2 separate regions of the Oryzias latipes genome follow, and region 1 is linked to region 2. The links are chromatin contacts, called in public Hi-C maps. All regions are on one chromosome and are shown on one strand. Each heading gives the region's core, a stretch centred on a gene start, on an enhancer-like site or on the middle of the called end of the contact. The rest is flanking DNA. Distances are from core to core; before and after follow the strand shown. Region 1 holds the start of gabra5 (gamma-aminobutyric acid receptor subunit alpha-5). Region 2 holds the start of LOC101165876 (ubiquitin-protein ligase E3A).

What was found. Hi-C and Micro-C count contacts between places; a contact is called where the count stands out from the background.
Region 1: a Hi-C map of embryo shows a contact between it and region 2, with 3 times the contacts expected there. The contact joins the promoter of gabra5 here to the promoter of LOC101165876 in region 2. A contact is called at or near these places in 4 of 5 Hi-C or Micro-C datasets (embryo, fibroblasts and gastrula embryo).

What each region holds. Positions count from the first base shown.
Region 1 is chr4:27,756,411-27,762,814 of ASM223467v1, forward strand. gabra5 (gamma-aminobutyric acid receptor subunit alpha-5) reads left to right here and starts at 2,110. Exons shown (of 10, transcript XM_011474418.3): 1 at 2,110-2,508; 2 at 2,905-2,989; 3 at 3,633-3,757; 4 at 4,426-4,493; 5 at 5,997-6,217. The coding sequence starts at 2,907. gabrb3 (gamma-aminobutyric acid receptor subunit beta-3) reads right to left here. Exons shown (of 13, transcript XM_023954489.1): 4 at 248-295.
Region 2 is chr4:27,619,687-27,626,732 of ASM223467v1, forward strand. LOC101165876 (ubiquitin-protein ligase E3A) reads right to left here and starts at 4,982. Exons shown (of 11, transcript XM_020702648.2): 1 at 4,735-4,982; 2 at 3,354-3,398; 3 at 2,950-3,203; 4 at 1,691-2,868; 5 at 1,455-1,599. The coding sequence starts at 3,355.

The sequences.
Region 1 (6,404 bases), core at 860-3,359, 130 kb after region 2:
GTAATTAGAGACAATGGAGAAGTTATTCCTGTGTTTCCTCAGAATGAGCTCTAGGTTCATTGTTGGTCTTTTTGCTGTGCAGCACAAACTCAATACCGCTGCAGGGATGATTTGGCTCTTCCACACAAACTTCTCCTGTTTCTTTTCATGCTCGATAACAGTTTTTTTTCCCTGTTTTGGAGTGAAAATGTTGCAGCCTTTTTGTAAACTGGCTCACAATAAGCAGCACTTGGAGTTTTAGCCTTACCTTGTATCATAAATGGCGTAGAGCTTTTTATTCCCATCAACAGCATTCCTGCAAAAAGCACAAAAGCAAGCATTACAAAGGAACTGTGCTGACTTGGACAATAAGCGTTTTCCCAGCAGGAAATTGCTGGACATTGGACATTGTTGGACATTTCTCTCAGATGCCGTTTTAACTGCACTAAACCAAAAGTAAAGACGTCTCACATCATTTCTAGGATGTTAAAGTTCGTAAACCGTAGCAGTTTCTGCATTTTTCCTTTGATGGGTAATGTTTGGTTTGGTTAAACTCGTTATTCATCAATTCTTCTTTTATATTCATGCTGAATGTACATTTGCTTTTCTTTAAATTTCATAATCAGTCAGGTCTACATGCCTTCCTCCACCCATTCTCTGTCTCTTTCTGCATTTGGATCACATGAACAATTTTACATTCTCCACCAGCATCTACTGGCTGGTGGAATTTCCTCCCTAACAACTAAAAAAACTATACAGTGCAGGACTATCTAGTAGTGCCCTGGATTTTAAAAGCTTTTCCAGCACCATGCTCACTACTTTGTTTCATTTTTACATGACAAACATGACGTCACCGATTTCATGAAGTAAAAATCTAATAAATATGAACATTTTACAAAGACTGGTGATGAATCCATTGGGCTTTGATGATGAAAACTTGGATGGTTTATACAAAAATCGTACATTTTATTTAAATGAAAAGTCATCCAAACACAATGCATTGTGGTCAATATTTGCCAATCTAGTGAGCATTGATGCATACTGGTTTGTCATGCTCATACAACGAACCAAGCCTCTTTTTTTTACTGTTGATCATACTGTAGCTTCAATGTGAGTCTGTCACCTCATCAAGTCATTCTGGGTGAGGTCACTGAGTGATGTGAGCTGCTGAAATGCACAAACCAAAACCACAACAACCAGACAATTCAAGTCCCACTCACTCTGATCATTTTTTGATCTATTGTAAAAGCATTCCCCAGTAGTCTTTTAATTGTAATTATGCCATGTTTAGCCAAAAAAAAATGTTGTTTTCTAGGACAAATTTTTTTGCAGAGCGCCAGGAGTTTATTGGAAATTTGCCTCTGATATGTGGGCAGGAATGTTGGTGCAGAGTAACTCTGCCCCCACTTCCCGTATTTGATCTGAATTTGATCTGTTTACACTCTCTCCCACTACAGCTTACAGCCTTTCGCAACCCCAACATTAACAGTGCAACCAAAATGGCAAGCAATATCAGATGTATCCAGCCGTACAGTTTAGAGCCAGATAACAGCCAGATGAGGAAGACAAAGACGTACATGGATCCATTTGTTTGCAAGGAGATGCATCAGAATGGAGCGGAGCAGAGAGCTTGTGGCCCGCCCTGCGTATTTTCTAGGTTTTTAATAACATCATTTTTTTCGTTGGCTCCTGATTTAAAACAAATTGAAAACAAAAGTGTTCAGAAGTGCCATTTTGATTTTAATTTTCTTCATGATTGTCCTCCATCATCAGAAAAAGTCCACAAGTGAAAAAACCCAAAAACCCAATTTACCCTCAGAATCATTGGGATGATTTATCATAAAAAGCAAAGGTTTTTGGTGGTGGACAGAAGATGAGCGCTCCTTGGATCTCTAATGTATGACTTAGATCCAACAGAAAACTTTATGCAGACGACATTTTTTTTTTCTTCTTACGTTTGGCCAAGAAAAAGTTGGAAAAACGTTTCCTGCTTTTTCCAACTGGAAGATTTTTTTTAAATTATTATTACAAAACCACAGTCAACTTTTCTTTAGAACCATTTTAATAAAAAGGTAAACTCGGCTCGTCTTTTATTCCTTTCTTTCTCCCTCCCTCTCTCCATCTCCGGCTGCCCGCCCATCCTCCTGGATGCGTGCGCGCGCGGTGCTCCCTCGTCCTGCAGCCCCACATTTCCTCTGCCTCTGCTGTTGGACACAGAATTGGATTTCTTGCTAAGCCTGCCGGGTGTTCCTCCGAGACCCGCTAACGATGATCAGTCAGCAGAAGTGTTGGGAGGCCGTTCTTTCTCCGCTGCCAATCTTTTAATCGCTCTGGAAAAACGCCTCGCTCGCGCTCGAAATGACTCTTCTGTTTTAATCTTCCGCCTCTTTCTCCAAAATGCAATCAATATGCGCGCGTGTGGGCGGCGTTTTCCCTGGGATTTAACGCCAAAGACGCAACGACGAGCCAGCGCAATCTGCGCGTGAGAGATCTTCGGAGAAGTTTGACTGTGCATCTTCTTCTTGGGCGGTAAGATGCGGCTGTGCGGCGCATCAGATGCTGCTGATGCTGCTGATGGAAGAAGCGGGCAGGGATGGAGTGCGTGAGTGAAGGCGCTGCAGCCTCCACGCAGACACGCGGGCGGTTGGAGAGCTGCGGTGCGGGGAGCGCGTGTATGAGAATTGTGGATGGAGTTATGGCGCTTTCACAACAGCCAGAAGTATTTCACAATTTATTTAGCTCGGATCTCCGTCTGCTCAGAAGTGAGGCTCTTCTTTACGCACGTGGGCATGCCCTTTCCTAATGCGCTTGAACGCGCAGGAGCCATTTATAGATTGCGCATGGAAGTGTTAGAAAGTGCTTTGCTTTGCATCAGAGAGTGCGTAACTGCGTTTTGTTGTAAAAGTATAGAGTTTGTGTTCGCAGGGATGGGCGATGGAATGCGCTGCAGCTCCGCAATGACACGTCTGTGGCTCTCCGCTCTGCTTTTTACCGCCACCTACCGGCTGAGGTGAGTCACTGCCTTCTGTAATGTCATCACTTTCAGGGGACATTTAGGCTCATTTGCTCTACTAACTCTGTCTTTAATATTTTATGGTTTCCAGTTCGTTTATTTGAGTTGGCCACTTTTTGAAAATAACCTTTTGAATAAATAATTACTTTGAAGCTGTTTTAACAAGGAACTATCATGGAATGGAAGGATAAAACAGCAACTTACATTAAGGATCCATCAGTGTAGTATGATACAAGATAAAAGCTTAAGCAAGGGACAAACAGTCTCCTTTTTAACATGCTCACCATTTGACCAAAAGTAAAAAAAAAGGTAATGGAAATAAACACTTAAAAGGACCTTAAAAGAGCTATTTTTAAAGATAACCTTAAAAATTGTAAATGGAAATATGTCTCTTTGGTGGAAAATATAAGATATTTGCACTTTAGAATACACTAGAAATGTTTTCAGCAGATAAAGCGTTAACCCATTGACTCTGAATGATGCAAACATGCGTCAAAAGGGCCTTTGCTCCAAAATAACCGTAATTTATCATTTACTTGAAATCAAAAACATTACAGAATTAGTTTTCATAACTGGAAATTAATACAGGCCTTAAGAGGTTAAATCTGTTTGCACAAAAATGTCTTTTTTCCCCCTGCAGCATCTCCCAGGAGGTAACTGGTACTCCCAAAGAGGCAGAATTAAACGACAACATCACCATCTTCACCCGCATCCTGGATGGACTTCTGGATGGATACGACAACAGACTTCGCCCTGGACTGGGTGGTACGCTCACCGAATTCACCCCACCCCTCTGTTACTCTGACCCAATCTAAGGGAGAGTTGGGGCGCCCCTTTTTTTTTTAGAGTGCACTTGACAGCTCCATACTTAGCAGAAGGAAAAATGAGTTGGGTGAAAAATTGAAACCACCCCTAATGTTCCCTCTGCTCCTCCCAGACTAAGAGAAATATCTGTGGTGAGCGAAGGCCCGCTCTATAGATCTGTTAAAAGTAGATTTAATGTCACACATATCCTCTGTGAAGCACAGAGAACCTTAAACTGGATCAGTTCTGCAGATTAAAGGCATGGTTCCATTTCCATTTCTATTTTATTGGTGCTGGGAGATTAAGTTTTATTTTACAGTTAGGATTAAGATCCCAAGTGTTTGTTATATTTTTATTTAACAACAAAAACATATTTTATTTTTTTACCGTAACACATAAGAACCCATGTTGACATCAGTGTAACAGAAAAATAGTGGATTCTGTAGTCCACATCATTTAATTTTTTAATTTTGAAAGAAAAATGGGGCTTAGTTCTTATGGGTTAATGTGATTTGAATTTTTTTGTTAAAGAAGATCAAATGATTATGTAAAAAATTCAAAGTTTAGTCTTTTTTTTCAGTTTCTGAATTAGTTTATAAAATTGTGCTTTTGTTTTTGTTTTTTTACAGAGAAAGTGACAGAGATTAAAACCAACATCTTCGTCACAAGTTTTGGTCCAGTCTCTGACACAGAAATGGTAACAAACTGTTTTCCTTTTTTGATTTCCTTTGTTTGGTCAAAACAATTTTTATTAAAAAAATAACTTTGCAGACTTACTCAGGGGAAAAATAAAAATGCTTGCACTGGGAAAAAAATAATTTTCCAAACAAGTTAAAATTACAAAAAAACAAGACGCTTTCCAATGTTTGAATAGAAAAAATCTGTCAATAGAACTAGTAGAATTTGTCTTTAAGTCATGAGCTTTTTTTATGAGAATATAAAAATGTAAATGTATGTCAATTAACTATTGGAAGTACTAATTCAGAAAACAAGTGTGTTTGCACAAACAAGTAAGTATATGTGCACAGTTATGTCTTATTTATGAGCTAAAACAGTCGAACGATCCTTTTTTCTAGACCATTATTATCTCAGTACTACAATTACACAGCTTGAGATACACTTTGTTTTAATAAATATGCATACATTGGTCAAAGGAGTCTAATAAAACGTTGAAGTTGCCTCAAATCAAGTATATTTGTTTATTGTAACAAAACCGCCCACACAAGTTTTATCACAGATAAAACTTTAAAAAAAAAGAAGATAACTATAAAGATATTGCTTTGTGTTTTTCCAAGATCAAATTTATTGCCCCAAAACATTTTCCTGAAGAGATAGTTAGTTTTGTCTTATATCAAGTGTGATGAGATATCTAAATTAAAAACAAAAAGATTTTGTGTGTTTGCAAAGTGTGTCATTGAATAACTTTCACTGAGTACACTTGTGTAAAAACACAAGATTGCAGGTTCGATTCCCGCCTTGCCCTATGTGTCAAAGCGTCCTTGTGCAAGACACTGAATCCCACCTTGCTTCTGGTGGAAGGTTGGCGCCAGCGTGTGAAGTTGTGTGTGTGTGTGTGTAAGTGAATGGGTTTGTGACCGTAAAGCGCTTTGGGCCTTCGAGGAAGGTAGAAAAGCGCTATACAAGTGTACACCATTCACCATATTCTCCCTGTGCATGCGTGAGTTTTCTCTGGGGACTCCGGCTTTCTCCCACCGTCCAAAAACACACTTTATAGGTTAATCAGTTACTCTTACGTGTCCTTAGGATTGCATGTGTGGGAGTGATAGTGTGGCCATGCAACAGACTGGCGACCTGTCTAGGGTGTACCCCGCCTTTGCCCAACAGTAGCCGGGACAGGCTCCAGCATCATGTGACCCTAAAAGGAATACGAAAATGGATGGATGCCTATGGAACCCTTCTACTTTGCAAATTTGTGCATTGTCTTTCAGTTTTTCCTGTTAGTGTTCAGCGCCACCATGTGGACATATGAGTCATAGGTCCTGGAAAAGTAATTAGTGGATACTTTATTGCTTTTTAGATTGCATTTCTGCAATGAAACATCAGGATTCATGCCGCTTAAACAGAATGAGTTGCTGTACTGTTCATTAAAAAGGAACATTAATGAAATGAAACATATTAATCCTAGAGTGACTTCCTGTCAAACAACTAGAGTGAATTCATTTGAGATGTTTCTCTGCAGGAATACACCATTGATGTGTTTTTCCGTCAAAGCTGGAAGGATGAGCGGCTGTGCTTTAAAGGCCCCATGGAAATGCTGCCTCTAAATAACCTCTTGGCCAGTAACATCTGGACCCCTGACACCTTCTTCCTCAACGGGAAGAAGTCCATCGCTCACAACATGACCACGCCGAACAAGCTGCTGCGCCTCAAAGATGACGGGACCCTCCTGTACACCATGAGGTGAGCTGTGCTCCTGACACCGGCTGAATGTTCTGAGCTGGAGGAGGACAAACGTTTTCTAAAGGAATGTGACTTACAAAGACAAAGTCAAGAAAATAAGTCCACCTCCATGTTTTATACATAGAGATTTATTTATGGTGCTCGTCTGCACAGATGCATCACAAACAAACACCTCAGAGAAATTCCT
Region 2 (7,046 bases), core at 3,732-6,231:
AGACTATCATGCTGGCAAATTAGATGAAAGATTTCAAATATAACTGAATTGTGCGAAAACACAATGATCTGATGACACTAAGATTACTTAAAAAGACAATAAGGGAAGTGTAAGCACTGCTTCAACATAATTATGAGCTAAACATCTTAAAGAATAAAGCCACTTTGCAGAAGTGACTAGGAAAAGAATCCTTCAAGAATTATTGGACAAGCCAAAGAACCAAAACATTGTGATTTTAAGTTACTGATGTTGAGGAAGAACGCAAAACCTGCTGAGTCAAGATTATTCTATCCAGAAGCCTTACTTCTGGTTTGTTGTAGTTGTTTATTTCATCAAAACATCTGTGTCGCATCTGCAGGTAATCTGAGCAATTCGGTCATTTTTAACTGATTTGAACCAGATGACATTTCTGTGGCTTTTTATATACCCTAATATATCAAATCATAAAATTTAAAGATGACTAATCTTTTTCATCTTCATAGATTTTACCCTTCACATTAAACTTAATATTTTAACGTATTGGTTTTCAAGTTAGAATAACCAACAAATAAAGACTTCTATATACCAAAAAAACCACACTGATGAAAATTGTGCTTTTAACATGTTCTTGTGGCATTTTTTCTAATGATGAAATACCAATATATAAAACAAAAATTTAGCATAAATTGCATTTCTGAGGATTTCTGTATTCAAAGAAAAATTTATTCAAATTCTGAACCAGAGGCAGACGAAAAAATGCTGTTCGTAAAAGATTGTATTTGTAATGAATAAAATACGCTGGTTGGGCCTCAAGCTTCCTGCTCTGCACCATTTGTATGCATCCTCTTGCAGACAAATAGATCCACGTATGTCTTTGTTTTCCTCGTCTAAGCTGATATCTGGATCTAAACTGTATGGCTGGATAGCTGGAATATTGCTTGCCATTTTGTTGCACTGGTAATTTAGTTTGGGGATGTGAGGGGCTGTAAGATAGCGGGAGAGAGTGTAAACAGAGAGCTCTCAGCAACAGGGAAGGCAATGAAGGAAGGGTTGTTCCACACCAATAGTACCGCCCACAAGTCAAAGTCAGTATTTCTAATGAAATTCTTTTGCTCTGCAGAAACTGTCCATGGAAAAGATCTTTGATTTTGTCTAAAAACGGTATAATCATAAATAAAATAATCACTGGGAATGCTTTTACAATAGAACAAGAGATGATCAGAGTGGGACTTTCAACAAGTAACAGGTAAAATATTAATTTTTGGGAGTTTAAGCCCAACACTGGTTATCATACATTTCTAAGTCGATGAGTTGATGAATAATTGTACCAGTCTGTGTCAGAGCTGTTCTAGACGATGATCAAGGAGTAGGTCTTTAAATACTTTAACAATGCCATCCACTCATCCATCTTATATCCTAAATACTTCAAATTTAAAAAAACGCAGAAAAACGTTTAAAGTATTATTAAGTCTCACCAATGTCTGGATTAAAAATTTCCTCCAAAACCAACTGAAAGAACTCCTTTGAAACTCCTCCTTCATCTACGCCTTGCTCTCCCTCAAACTCAACAAAGAGCTGCTTCTTCAGGTCAGACGGGTTCTCCATGGAGATCATCTCTAGCTGTAGCACAGGAGGGAAGAAGGGTGATCGTCTTTTCATCCACTGAGCTGTCATTCAACACAAATGCAGCACAATCTCAGCACAGACTCACTCTGACGAGGGCGTCGTCGATGATGTGGTCTCTGCGAACCTTCAGCTTGAGATAGGGGTTGGGCTGCTGACCCTGGACCATACTGTACAAAGCTGTGAGGCGTCGCTCGCTGTACATGCTGATCCTGTTGTCATAATACAGCCCTTGGTTTTTGGTGATGGCACTGAGGATGAAAGGACAGCTCTGAAAAGAAAACTTTGTCTCAGCATCGACTTTGAAGAAGGTGAAGTCCTTGTCCATCTCAATCACGTCATTCAATGATTCATTGATGAAGTCCTCAAATGGGATGAGGGGTCTGATGCTATCTACTGTACGTACACCAAGCTCCTTCTCTAAAGGGTCCACTCTGGGGCCCTTCTTGTAGAGGCGCTCCTCACCCAAAAGCTCGTGCAGAGTTAATTCATCTGAATCAGAGTCTTCTTCATCCTCATCGTTGTGCTCCATGTCCACGTCCCCTCCAAGGATGCTCGCGTAGAACACTACCTTTAGACACTTGGTTGCAGCCACCACAGTTTCATCGTCGTTTACAAGGTTATCTGAGTCATATTCATTACTGACCACAGTGAAGGTTATGAGCTGCTGGAAGGTCTCCATCATACGGCGGAGGTGTGGGAGGCTGTACTTGGACCAGAGCTTTGAGAGGCGGGCAAGCGCGGTTACTGGTAGCTTGCTCATCGCTTTGCAGAACTGTGGTAAAGCCACTTCAAGGTACTCTGGACTGTGGAGGTTACTATTCTCCATCACTATGAGGAAGATGTTCAGATAGTCCGGGTTCGTTTCATACACATCCAGGTATTCCAGGTCCAGCTCCACGTTTGGAGTGAGGAAGATGAGAGCATTGACGAGGGCCGCCTCCACCTGGTCAATGGATAGAAGCTTGTCATACACTCTCCGAACGCTGTCCAGGTCTACTGCCACTTCACACGAGTCCAGGCCGCCATTTAGAGCTGGATCAGGCAGTGAAGCAGCAGAGGAGTCTTCTCCACTCTGCTGCTCTGCTGGTTTCACAGAATCAAGATTTTTGGTGGTGTCAAATTCATCCTTTCTGAAACTCTTCATGAGGGCATCAGAGTTGGAGAAAATCCTGCCAATGACGCGAACGAGAGCAGAATAATCTCCTTTTTCTTCACAGGAGGTCAGGATGCTACACACGGTGTGCTCAGTGAGGTAGTGAATATCTGAAACACCAAAGCAAACAGAAATCTTAAATACTGCTTGAACTGAGCGTACATAAAACTTAGTGTCTACCTTCAAAGTACCTGAGAAATCCTCAGTGCTCATCTTATTACCCATCTCCACGTTGTCTGCTCTCAACTTGATGGAAGGATAATAATCGCAGAGTTTGGCGTTAGCCTTAAAGAGGTCGAGAGCTTTGGCAGCTGCTGCGTTTTTGTCCAAGGGTTGAAAACCCTGAAAGGATGCGCAGAACTCATTTGTGCAGCTGGTGTTTCCACAGCCTTCAGTCAACTGCTGAAAGTACCGCTCTATTAGCTTCTTAGCAGTCGCTCTGTTCCTGAGAGATTAAAAACACGAGTCAAACTGACTGCTCTGACACAACGAGCAAAACAAATGAGCTTAGGTTCTATAAAAAAAATAGATATTTTACAATCAGTACTCCAGGGTCATAAAGAAAAAAAAGTCAAAACTGAACACTAAGACTTACATTCGGCTGGATTCAGGTTACTTCTTCAGATGAGAGGGCAGTACTCTGCAAAGGCAGTTGAGCAACACTGAGTTAGTTCATACCAGAGTTGTGCAAGATACTTCCAAACTGATATTCATCCCTTACAATACAATCATCTTAGAATTGTAAGGTGCGACATAACGCAGAGTATTTCATATTTACATGAGGGGTTTGGGGATGTAATGCAGACTTTTTGTAATGCATCCAACACTGGTTCATAACTGTATATGAGAACTGGACCGAGAGAGGGTGACGTCACCCATCGAAAATGGTCTACTTCCGGGTTCAACGGAATTAAGTCAATTCAGCCGCTATTATTTGGCAATACAGACACTTATGTTGGAGCCATAGGTATAGCCATGAGTATAGCTGTCAGAAGCCGGAGCTCTGTCTCTTCCTCTGGTCACCAGTGGGAACCGTCTCCAGAGTTCTGAGTGCACTTTCTCTCCACCCACCTGTCTTCCAGTTGCAATCACTCACAGTATACTTAAGCACTGCACTGAGCCTCACTCAGTGCAAAGTATTGTTTGTGCCACTCTGCCTGCATTACCGAGCGTTGGATCCTGACACAATCTTCTGATTTCCTGACTCCAACACTCTTTGACTCCGGTTGCCTGCCCCAAATCTCGTTTGGATCTTGTTTCTTATCTGATGGTCCCATGTTCATTATTGACCCTGCCTGCCTGACCCTGATTTAGCTATGTGGAATTTGAGCTGAGCTAATTAACCTGCTGCAATTGGAACCAGCTGTTCACCTGTTTTGTGTCAATAGCCTGTTTTTTTTATTTTTTTTACTGAGTACTGATAATAAAGCTACTGTACTTGTACCTCTGCCAGTCCCTTTTATGGTTATTTGGTTTTGTTAGAGTGAATTTTGAACACTTGTTACCCTAATTTGATTCAGTTCAATCAAAGCAACATTTTGTAAAATATACTACAGGCAGTAACACATTGTATCTAGAGAATGGTGTTAGCAATGAGAGCCCTAAAACAGTTGTGTTTTAGACATCATCCATAGATGGCATTCAGCAAGAAAACAAAACGTTTTTCTCAATTCTCTAAAAAAAAGGAGAGAGAAATAACTTTTTTTCATATAGGGGGGATTCCTTTTCTGTTTAGAGATCTAGATAAGTTTGGTGACAGGTTGGGTTAGTTTTAAATTTCAGTCAATAACTCATTAAACTGACTGATCTGAGGCTGAAAATAAGTGAACGACTCTACCCTCAAGAAAGAGGCATAATTTTTTGCAGTCCATGTAATTGACTTGAAGCTTTCGCGTCGTCTTCCCCTCCAAAGTCAGTGACCGCTGTGTGGTCGCTTCAGAGGTATTTATATGCCCCCAGTTGCTCCGCGTTCTGACCTGTGGTTTCGTGTGGGTGACTGTGCAGAATCTCAGCGGCTCTGAGGCAGCTGCTGCCCGCTCACTCCTCGCTTTCCGGCCGCGCCCACTCACCAACAGCGAGCCGCTGTCCACAAAAGCCGGGAATCGGACCACAGACTGTCGGGGCGACGAGGTGGAAATGCTGTTAGTTTTTTTTAGTCAGGGACAAACAACCTCTTCTACCATCTTGTAAACAAGACCGTGACACATCCCAGCATGCAGCGCGGCGCTGTCAAACGTCATGTAGCCCCTCTAACCTCGAGCCCCCAAAAAGGCAAGATTGCTGTGAGAAAAAAGTAAGATTTGAGAGGGTTTTAGTATGAAAATGACATCTTCACATTTGACAAAACGTCACTGATTTTGCAAATATTTACTTTTTATTTTATACATAACATGTTCTTTCCAAAAAATCAGAATATGATGGATAAGTGTGTTGATTTCCATACTTCCATTCAAAAATCAAACTTTCAGAATATATCTATTCAGGACCCACTGTTAAATTGATTTCAAGTATGTGCTTATTTTTACATAGTAAAAATGGACCCAAACTGATGGCAGCAGCCTTAAAAGCACCATGAGGACCTCCAGCCTGTGCTGCAACTGGTCTCCACTGCAGCTGGGCGCGCTTCTCCACCTGTTTTGTACTTTGTGTTGCCTTGTGTAGTTTTTGTGGTTTTGTGTTCAGGCCCACTCTGTGTAGTCTTTTGTTTGTAGTTATGTTTAAGTGAAGCTGTAGAGGTGAACTGACTTTTTCTTCATGTCTCTTGTGTACCTCTTTAGGCGGCCGGTCAAGGAGCCTTTCTCTCTCTCTCTATATATATATATATATAAATCCCAGTGCCATCGTTTGAATTTAAAAATTATATACATATATTTTTTTTTTAACTCAAATGGGAAATATTAAACAAAATAAGATTCAGCACAAGCTGTAGTTTTGAGCAAAATCACCTGAAAGCTGATTGTAGAAAACAATAAATTCCACTAGATGGCAGTAGAGCCGTTCAGAGAAACCTCTTTTCCATGTCTGAAATCGTTCAACACTTTGAGTCATACAGAAAGAAGGAACTTGAGAGGGAATTTACTTTTTTCAAAACTACAGTTTCACATTCTTAATTGCTGCTGTACTGCAGAGCAGGGGCCCTACTTGTTTATTTATTCGATCTTAAATCACATTTTAATGATTTAACTGCTTGGCCAAGCGAACAAACAAAGCTCAGCGCCAAATTCAAAAGTAAAAACAACAACAACTGAAATCTACGAATGAAATCTAACACTCATGCTAAAGGCGGAAAAGTTAACACTTGAGAGAAAGAAAAAGTGTGTTCTTTGAGATTTGTTTTCAAAATGTCAAATTCAGTCAGTCCTATCTGTGTCTTGAGCGATGGGATCAGGTGACTCCATCACTCCAAGTGTATCTATCTTTTCAGAGTACACAGTTCAATTCTCCAATCATCATAGGATCAATGGATTTCCATCACACCCGACCTAGATAAACATAAATGAACATTACATTTGCTTGCATGGACTTAATTCTTTTTTTTTTATATCTTTCGACCCCTATCTGTTCCCTTACATTGTTGTGTCCCACAGGCATAGTGATGAAAGTAACTTTTGATGCATTACAAATCCAATAAAGTAATATTGTAAGGTAATAAATTACTTTTGCATTAAAAGTAACAAGTGTTCTATTAGGTGTTGCAGAGAGGAAATAACTTTATTAGCTTTTTATGACTGATCTAGGTACAAGGCAGAATTGAAAAACAATCAAAAAAGAAGATCTGCAGGACTTTCTAATATTGAAACCCTTGTGCTATCCTAGGCACTTTACCATTGGGAGTTGGGTCATCTAGACCCACTAGACAGTGTGCTGAACCTTTTTTCTTCAATGATTTGTGATCTTCACTGGTGTCCATGGATTACATGAAATCTTTCCACCTTTATCCACCTTTGTCATGGTAGGGAGAACACGTCAATGTAAGGGTGGGGTCATCTAAGATAGCACAAGGGTTAAGCAGCTGTAAAAACCTCCCAACACACAAACACCACAGAAAAAAACACACAGAGAATCCAAGAAATGAGCAGACAAACAAACAAATGATCTTATGCATCTGGAAAACTCATATGACTTGAAGTCTTGACCAATTCACTTTACTATCTTGTTTATGTGCTTTGTAGTTGTTGTCGATTATTATTGTAAACTTCATTAAACTACAATTTACATCTGATGTTGCTGTGGTTATGAAATGACAATGCTCCCAGAAGGTCCAGGATTGAATTTTGTATGTATGAAA